Linked DNA regions of Gossypium raimondii: region 2 is linked to region 1. A link is a contact called in public Hi-C data. All regions are on one chromosome and are shown on one strand. Each heading gives the region's core, a stretch centred on a gene start, on an enhancer-like site or on the middle of the called end of the contact. The rest is flanking DNA. Distances are from core to core; before and after follow the strand shown. Region 1 holds the start of LOC105794160 (ACD11 homolog protein). Region 2 has its middle 29 kb from the start of LOC105794162.

Evidence for each region. A called contact is a pair of places that touch in the nucleus more often than the background predicts.
Region 2: a Hi-C map of leaf shows a contact between it and region 1, with 1.6 times the contacts expected there. The contact joins the enhancer-like site here to the promoter of LOC105794160 in region 1.

Annotation. Positions count from the first base shown.
Region 1 is chr3:35,442,754-35,447,161 of ASM2569854v1, reverse strand. It overlaps LOC105794160 (ACD11 homolog protein), which reads left to right and starts at 2,894. Exons shown (of 4, transcript XM_012623186.2): 1 at 2,894-3,342; 2 at 3,613-3,785; 3 at 4,113-4,258. The coding sequence starts at 3,103. It also overlaps the pseudogene LOC105794159.
Region 2 is chr3:35,657,282-35,661,190 of ASM2569854v1, reverse strand. No RefSeq gene overlaps it. Among protein-coding and RNA genes, the nearest start is that of LOC105794162, 29 kb to the right of the region's middle. Within about 2 kb of position 1,835, the one cell type or tissue checked has open chromatin away from gene starts, as enhancers often do. A contact at or near this core is called in leaf, where this site is marked.

The DNA of each region.
Region 1 (4,408 bases), core at 1,645-4,144:
ATATCCTATTTAAGCACATGCATAACTGACGTGAAAATATATTTTACTCTTTCAAATTCTCTTTTGATATTTTTTATATGTAACTTTCGTAGCGAGTTGGATTTACATGTTCACTTTCTGAACCATTCCAAAAACCCTTTTCAATAAACTATTACATATACATATATTCATCACTTCATCGGATATGAAAACTTTAATTTATCAAAATTTAATTCTAATATTTTATAAAAATTAAATTTTAAATTATCAATTTAAAACTAACAATTCAATCATTTATATATGAACATTACGATTTATGTGTTACATATTAATAAAAATCAATATTTGAAGTTTATGTAAATTAGAGTAACTAAATTTTTTAAATTTCATAAAGTTGGGATATAAAACTTTCGATTTTTTTTTTTTTTTGTAAATGTGGGGGAGGAAATTTTCTTAAAAGGATTTTGGAACCATTTAGAAAAGTGAATACATGTCCATCCATATTTGGGACAATAATAGGAAAAATATAAAAGAGTGAGATAAATGAAATGTTGAAGACAGTGGAAACCACCTTGAAAGATCTGATTGCTACCAACTTTTTATAAATTATTTTTATATCATTATAAGAAAAAGTATTATCTAAATGTTTTAAATTATTTTACCCTCATACATCTACTGTGGCTGTGGTTGTGGGTAATTATGCAAAAGAGAAGGCTAGTAATAACTGGGAGTAGGGGGCGGCACTTCCACTACCTCAGTTCTTGTCGCCAAACAAAAACCATACACGTAAAGTTGCATTTTATTATAATGAAAACAAAAGCTCTTTTATATGCCTGTATCGAATCGGAAACTATCAAACCCCACCATACAACAGGATGCCAGCACATTTATTTTATTTTACTCATTATTAGTTAACCTGCAACTCGCTCTGGTAGCCTAATGGGTTGCCCACAACCATAAATAAATTATCAGCCCTGTGACACTGGAATAAAATTTTGAAAACTCAATGTATATGGTGAGTGGTGCGTTGCAGACTTCTTGACAAGACAGCCATTGTGACTGAAGAAGATAATGTAAAAGCTCCATATCTATGGAGACTAAACAGTGTTCATCGAGTGGAGGAATTGAAATCTTTGATCCGAATGGGACCAATATGGGCATCAGGAATCCTCCTCATCACAGCCTATGCTCAGCAAGGCACGTTCTCCCTCCAACAAGCCAAAACCATGGACAGGCACCTCACCAACTCCTTCCAAATCCCTGCTGGTTCCATGTCTGTCTTCACCATGCTCGCCATGCTCTCCACCATAGCCTTGTACGACCGCTTTTTAATCCGCATTGCCCGTAGGTTCACAGGGCTGGACCGCGGCATCACCTTCTTGCGCCGGATGGGAATCGGGCTTTTGATCTCAGTATTAGCCACTCTCGTAGCAGGGTTCATAGAAGTGAAGCGTAAACAAGCAGCTGTGGCACATGGGCTTGAGGACAAGCCTCATTCTATCATCCCCATGTCAGTCTTTGGCTCGTGCCTCGGTACGGTCTACATGGAATAGCTGAGGCTTTCATGTCAATTGGACACTTGGAGTTCTTTTATGATCAGTCACCAGAAAGCATGAGGATCAGTGCTACTGCTTTGTTCTGGACTGCAATTTCAGTTGGGAATTATGTGAGTACGTTGCTGGTCTCTTTAGTGCACAAATATAGTGCTAAACCTGACGGATCAAATTGGCTCCCAGATAACAATTTAAACAAGGGGATTATTTTACTGGTTGATCACCGGCTTGCAAGTGGTTAATCTTCTTTATTATATCTGTTGTGCCAAACTCTATACTTATAAGCCCATTCAAACCCCTACCAAAGACGCTGAATCTAAAGAAGCTGCAAGCAAGTTTTGATTATTTTGCATTGTTGAAGTTGGCTTCCATGCAGCACATGCAGCATGAAGAAGCAGAGCAAGCAGCCGGTGCCATGAAGTTGCAGTTGAAGCTTCTGCTACTGTTTTGTTTTGTTACTTCAATCAGTATTTTGTAATTTAGTTTGTCTTGAACTAAGTTGGTAAAATGTTTGATGTAATTAGGTGAAGTTTGAGCTGATAAATCAGCTTTGCAAAATGTACAAGTTATGTTTAACAAGTTTCAATGTAGTTTAGTGGTGTTAGGTAAATGTTTAGGTGACATTTGCTAATTTTTGACCAGCTTATGGATTGATATATGTAATGGCTTTGTACCTTCATTCATCAGTCAATGAAATTATCAGAATTCTTCATCAAATTCTCTCTTAGTTCTTTGCTTTCTCTTGTTCTTCAAGCCCGATTCTGTTTTTGTTTGTACAGCAAGTATCGAGCCTTCAAGCTCAAGAAACTGCTTGTTTCATTCATCTTGCATTCTTAGTTCCACCATGCATTCCCAGGTTCTAGTCCTAGCAATGACCGTATCAAAATAAAAATAAAAATAAAGGTTGAAATTTTAGTAAACTATCTCTTTTTCTTTTTTTAATTATGGTTTACCAAGTCCAATCACTTCTTCTTCTTCTTCTTTTATCTTGGGAGCTCAACACTTGTTAGTCAATCAGATCCTTTAATATATCGATAGACAAGCAACCAAGCAAAAGCAAGACAAACAAGAATACACTCATTCCAGGTTCAAGTCTTATATTTCCTTGCTCTTTAAAATTCAAATTTAGTTTGTATTAATTATGAAAATCGATGGTACAAGGGACGTGATCTGTTAAGTTTTCAACATATCCAATGACGATAATTGCTCAAGGGAGTTACCAGCTGCATTTGGGCCGAATTTTATTGTGACCCATCCATCCCCATCAAACAGACGATTAAGAAAGCAACGAGTAACGACAAGGAAGCAAAAGGACCACAAATGTGTTGGAATTTTCCTTTTCCCATAAAAGTCGAAAACCAAGTGGCGGACCGTGTTTGTAGTGTGACCTCTAAATATCCCCCACAACACTTGTCATGTTTAGACAAGAGAAAGAAAATAAATGAATCCGAGACACGTAAAACACTAGTCCAATTTACCTTTTCTTGATGAAAATTCAAAATGTTGGACGGTTTCAAAGCGAATTGGGAATCCTAAAGAACAAAAATTAAAGATAGTTATGATATAAGCCATGGATGAAGGTGCAGATAATGGTTTTAATCATTCTCAAACCAAGATGTCCGTGACAACTAAAACGCCTCTGTCGGATATAGCGAAGGCGTTTGAGGAGCTGTCGGGATTCTTGGGATCTCAGACTAAGGATCAAAAACTTCGGTTGGATAATTTCTGTGAAGCATGTTCTCTGGTTTCTGTTCTTTTTAGCTGCCTCGGCCTCGCCTTCAAATTCGCCGAGATGGAGTACGTCGCCAAGGTTCATTGCCTTTACATTGCTAGAAACTGGAATCATGTTTCTTTAGGCTGTCAGGATTTGCATTGAGAAACCTTATTATATGTATAATTGATGCCAATCAATCAATGTAAACTTAAATATTGTAGATAGCGTATAGACAGATTTTCTGATGTTGTTAGCATCCATATACAATACAGCATTTCATCAAGGTCTATTTTCTTGTGGTTTGCATTTGTTTTTATACAAATTCTCAATGCCGTGATGTAATGAAATGATTAATGCTTTGATAAGGTACATGATCTTGTGGAAGCATCCAAGACGTATGCCACTTTAGAAAATGTAGTTGATCGTGATGTTGCTAATGACACGGTGAAAAAACCAGGAAGCCATTCACGTAATCTGCGGCGTGTTAGACAGGGTCTTGACCTCATCCGGGCTTTATTTGAAGAATTTCTGTCAACCGAGTATGTCTCGCCCTTCCATCTTTTTTTTTTCTCTTGATTTTAAGAGAAATTTGTAGTATTTACAAGTTGTGTAACGTTTGATATGCCTGTGACCCTTTTTTACTATGGCAAAATTCTAAAAATGACACCTGAAACCGAGATTAGGAGACTAAAGGCAGAGGCTTTAGACCATAATCAACATGGGATTAGCTGAAAATTTTGTTTTCCTCTCTGTTTCCTTGATGAAATACACACTACAATGCACATATGGAATGTAACTCTCCTTTTTCATGTCACCATTTCATGCTTCAACTTCCTTATTATTATTTATTTGGTTTCAAATTGTAGTGATTACTATTTGAAGGATGCAGCTTCAACAGCTTATTCTCAAGTGTGTGCACCATACCACACATGGGCCGTCAGGACTGCGGTTTCTGCTGGAATGTATACTCTTCCAACAAGGGAAGAACTTTTACAGAAGCTCAATGAAACAGGTGAGTTCCTATATGTTGAGGAGAGAGCAACATAGCATATGGAATGGATGCTTAATATCTTTCGCAAAATAACTTTGATCATCGTCATGTATTCTCTTCTTTTCCTTATACTTTTTAATCTATATATATATGTGTGTGTGTGTGTGTGTG
Region 2 (3,909 bases), core at 586-3,085, 220 kb before region 1:
ACTGCCATTACTGTTAGCATGTTTCTTCGTTGTTGCATTCAATTCTTTGCAAGGGTTTCGAGGCCGACGGTGGTGGCAGAGGCATGCGCGAGGGGGCTGGTAGAACGTGCGGTGCTGGGGCATTGGGTAGAGGTGTGCAGCGCTGAGGCATTGGGCAAAGGCGTGCAACGCCTTAGGGTTTGCTTCTCTGCTGTTTGTTGTGGGCTGCTGTTGGTTTGGGCTAGGGTTATTAATTGGGCTTGGGTTATTGTTTGGGCTAGGGTAACAATTAGGTTAGTTTGTTTAATTTGGTTTGTAACTGGGTTTGGGCTTTCGGGCAAAATGGGTTCTTACAGACAACATCTTTTGATTTCATGTTATGTCTTAGTTTTGTTTATGCTCTCCGGAAGACATTATTTAGTAAATGATAAAAGATATTAAGAGTTGGATTGTATTTTTTTATTAAAAAATTATGTAAATTAGTCATTCTGTTAAAACTTTTATCAATTTTTATGGTTAAAAATTGGTCTCTATACATTAGCATGAAGTACACGTGACATGCCATGTATGACTATTTATTCATTCTATCAATCACGCTAGTTTTTATCAATACAAATGGATGAAATTTTTAATAACATGATCAATTTATTTTTAATCTAACTTATAAAGATTAATTTACTTATTATCTCAATAAAAAGATAAAATAAAATTTAACTTCTAATTTTTATCATAGTAGTTTTACATGGAGCGTATGTTTTTGTGTTTTCTTTTCTATTAAAAACATTTGAGCCACGAAAATCCTTATTTCAATCAAACATGTTGGAAAAATCTGCTTTGAACTCAAATTTTTAAACTTGATTTTAATAATAACAAGAAAATGTGTAAATTTTAAACTTCAATCAGTAAATTGATTTTATAGTTGGTTTATATCTCAAAAAGTCCTTAAAAATATGAAAAATTAATTAAATCTCTATATTAACAAAATGTAAAAAAATCAGTTTATTTTTTAATATTTTTAATTGAATTAGACGAACCAGTCGAACTAGTAAACTAGTGTCCTAATTAATTCAACCACCAACTCAGTTTTGAAAACCTTGTCAGAATATATATTTCATTTCATTCTAGCATATACTAATAGTTGAGTAATGAAATTTTGGTTTGATAAAAATAATAATTTTTAAAAAAATTGGTTCAACCGCGTGATTCCCAAATCAATTGCTCTAATAGCTTTCTCCGAATAGATACCTCTGTCGATTTTGGTCTAACCGGTCCAATCAACCGGTTCAATCTAGTTCAAGCTTTTATTATTTTTTAATAAAATTTATAAGTTTATATCAATTTTAATATTTTTATTCATATTTTTAAAGAATTTTAATATGTTTTAACGAAAATTTAAACATGTTTTATTGATTTTATAAATATTTTAAAATTTATTAGAATTTATTAATTTTATAATATTTATAAATTTATATGAATTTTAATACATATTTTTAATATTTAAGAATTTTATATATTTTATTTTTTCTATATAATTTTTTTTCTTATTTTTAATATTTTTTATGTTGTTTAATGTTTTTATTAGTAAATTATTAGATTAAACAATAAGCTGGCACAGTGAACGCGGTCAATGATGGAAATATTAATGAAAGGGCTTAATTGATTATTTTAATTAACAGTAGAAGCTTAATTGAATGAGAATTTAATACAATATTTTAATTGATTTTTGATTTATTTTTTTACATATAAAGAATTTAATAATAAGAAAACGTAGTATGGATTTTGCGATTTGGGCCAGCATCCAAAATGTGGGACAAGTCCTACGATTTTGGGCTTTAAGATCCATGAGCACATGGCTATTGCTTGGGTTTGAAGTTTAAACATGGGGTTGGTATGTGCATCACCCAAAATGACTTCTCAGCTAACCAATCCATGAAAAATAGTTCTAGAAAAGTGAAAGAGTGGCGTGATATATGTCACATTTATTCAGCATAATCATATTTTTTTATCTTTTAATTGACACATCTAATCTTTAATAAATAATTTATATATATTTAAAAAAAGTGATCGGAACGGAACTAAAATTAATTGACATAACTAAAAAATTATGACCTAATTCAAGTATACAACCAACACAATGTTAGTTGGGGAAATTCTACAATGAGCGTGTTGGTAAAAGAATAAATGAAAGGAAATTATGTCTCATAATTTTTGAATTTTTCGTATTTTTTGTATTCACTCATAATTTAAGGTATTCTTCATATTTTTTAATATATTTCCTCATAATTTTTTATACTCCTTCGTACTCATTTTTGATATTCTCTCATAGCTTTTTGATAGTTTTGTGCTCTATCTACACCCGACAAAATCTAAAATAAAACAAAAGGTACTTAACAACAATAGGGAGCATTTGTTTCACGGCTTTTTTTGTTTTGTTTTGTTTTTCTTTTAATTTTCATGGAAATAGCTTGGCCAATTATTTTTATTATTATTTTGGAATTTCCATTTTGAACAGGTAAATCTTTTAGGAAAAGAGTTAAAACTTAATTTTTATATAAAATAAACTTCTATCAAATTTAATATTATTATATTAAAAGTAAATTTTTAACTTTAATTTTAAGAATATTAAAATATTGATTCCAAATATTATACTTTTTAATTTTATAAACTATACATATTTAATTGTTTATATTTAAAATATAATAAATTGCTCATAAAATTAAAAAATATTACTTTAATAAAGTATTTAATATTACAATCTTATTTCACATTCTAAAACATCACTCTGTAATTATAATTTATTTTTTTATTAAAATATGTGTCGAAACCATTTTTATTTTTTTTAAAAAAACAAAAATTAGTTGTCGATGAAAATTTAGAGTCGCCACCAATCTTTTATTATGGTGTGACTGGATCACCTAAAATGACTTTGGTCTACGAGTTTTTAGAAAAACGGGTTCGAGAGTCAATTACGTTCGAGGAAGGATTAGCACCCTCGTAACACCCAAAAAGTGGTACCAAATTGATTAATTAATGTCTTAACGTCGAGAGTTAAAAATACGATCCTTAATTAAATTATTTATTAAGACTCCCTCATTTTGAAACAGAAAACATCACACCCAATGCGTTAGGGCACGATATTTTATTTCTTCAAGATGAGTTTGTCCAAAAGATTTGTGTGATAAAATTTAAAAGAATATTCCATTGTTTAAGATTTATGACGAAACCGCAGCCCAATACGTTAGGGCACAATTTCTCAACATCTCAAACATTGAATATTTCCTTTATTAATATATATATTTTAAAAATCTTTGTCTCGAGAAATCAATACGTCACATCCAATGCGTTAGGACACAACATATTAAATTCCCAACAACAAGCTTTTTCATTTTATTTTTGATCAAAGAGTAATTCTCGATTGTTAGATTTAACGAAGAAAATTGGAACTCAATATGTTAGGGCTCAATTTTCTTGAAAAATCTTAAATACAAGTATTATCTCTATTTTGAAAATTTTTATTTTTAAATTCGAGTAAAGAGATGATGTGATGTTACATTAAATGTAAAATACAATAATAGATACAACTATGACATAGAAATAAGATAAACAAATAAATAAAATAAATTAATGTACATAATAAAAATAATGACATGCAAAATATCAAATAAATGAACGAAATAAAAACTATGAAAACATAAATCGATAAACAAATGAATGAAATAAACAAAAAATATAAAGAAAAGAAAATGCATAATATGTACATTGGAATTATGAAGAATAAGAGGCATGCGTATGAATTTACATATAAAACTTTGGATTATAAAATTATATAACAAAATATATATTTATGAAAATAATAAAAATATATATAAATTATAAAGTATGTGTAAAAACATATATTAGAGCATTAATAAATATAGACATATATATACA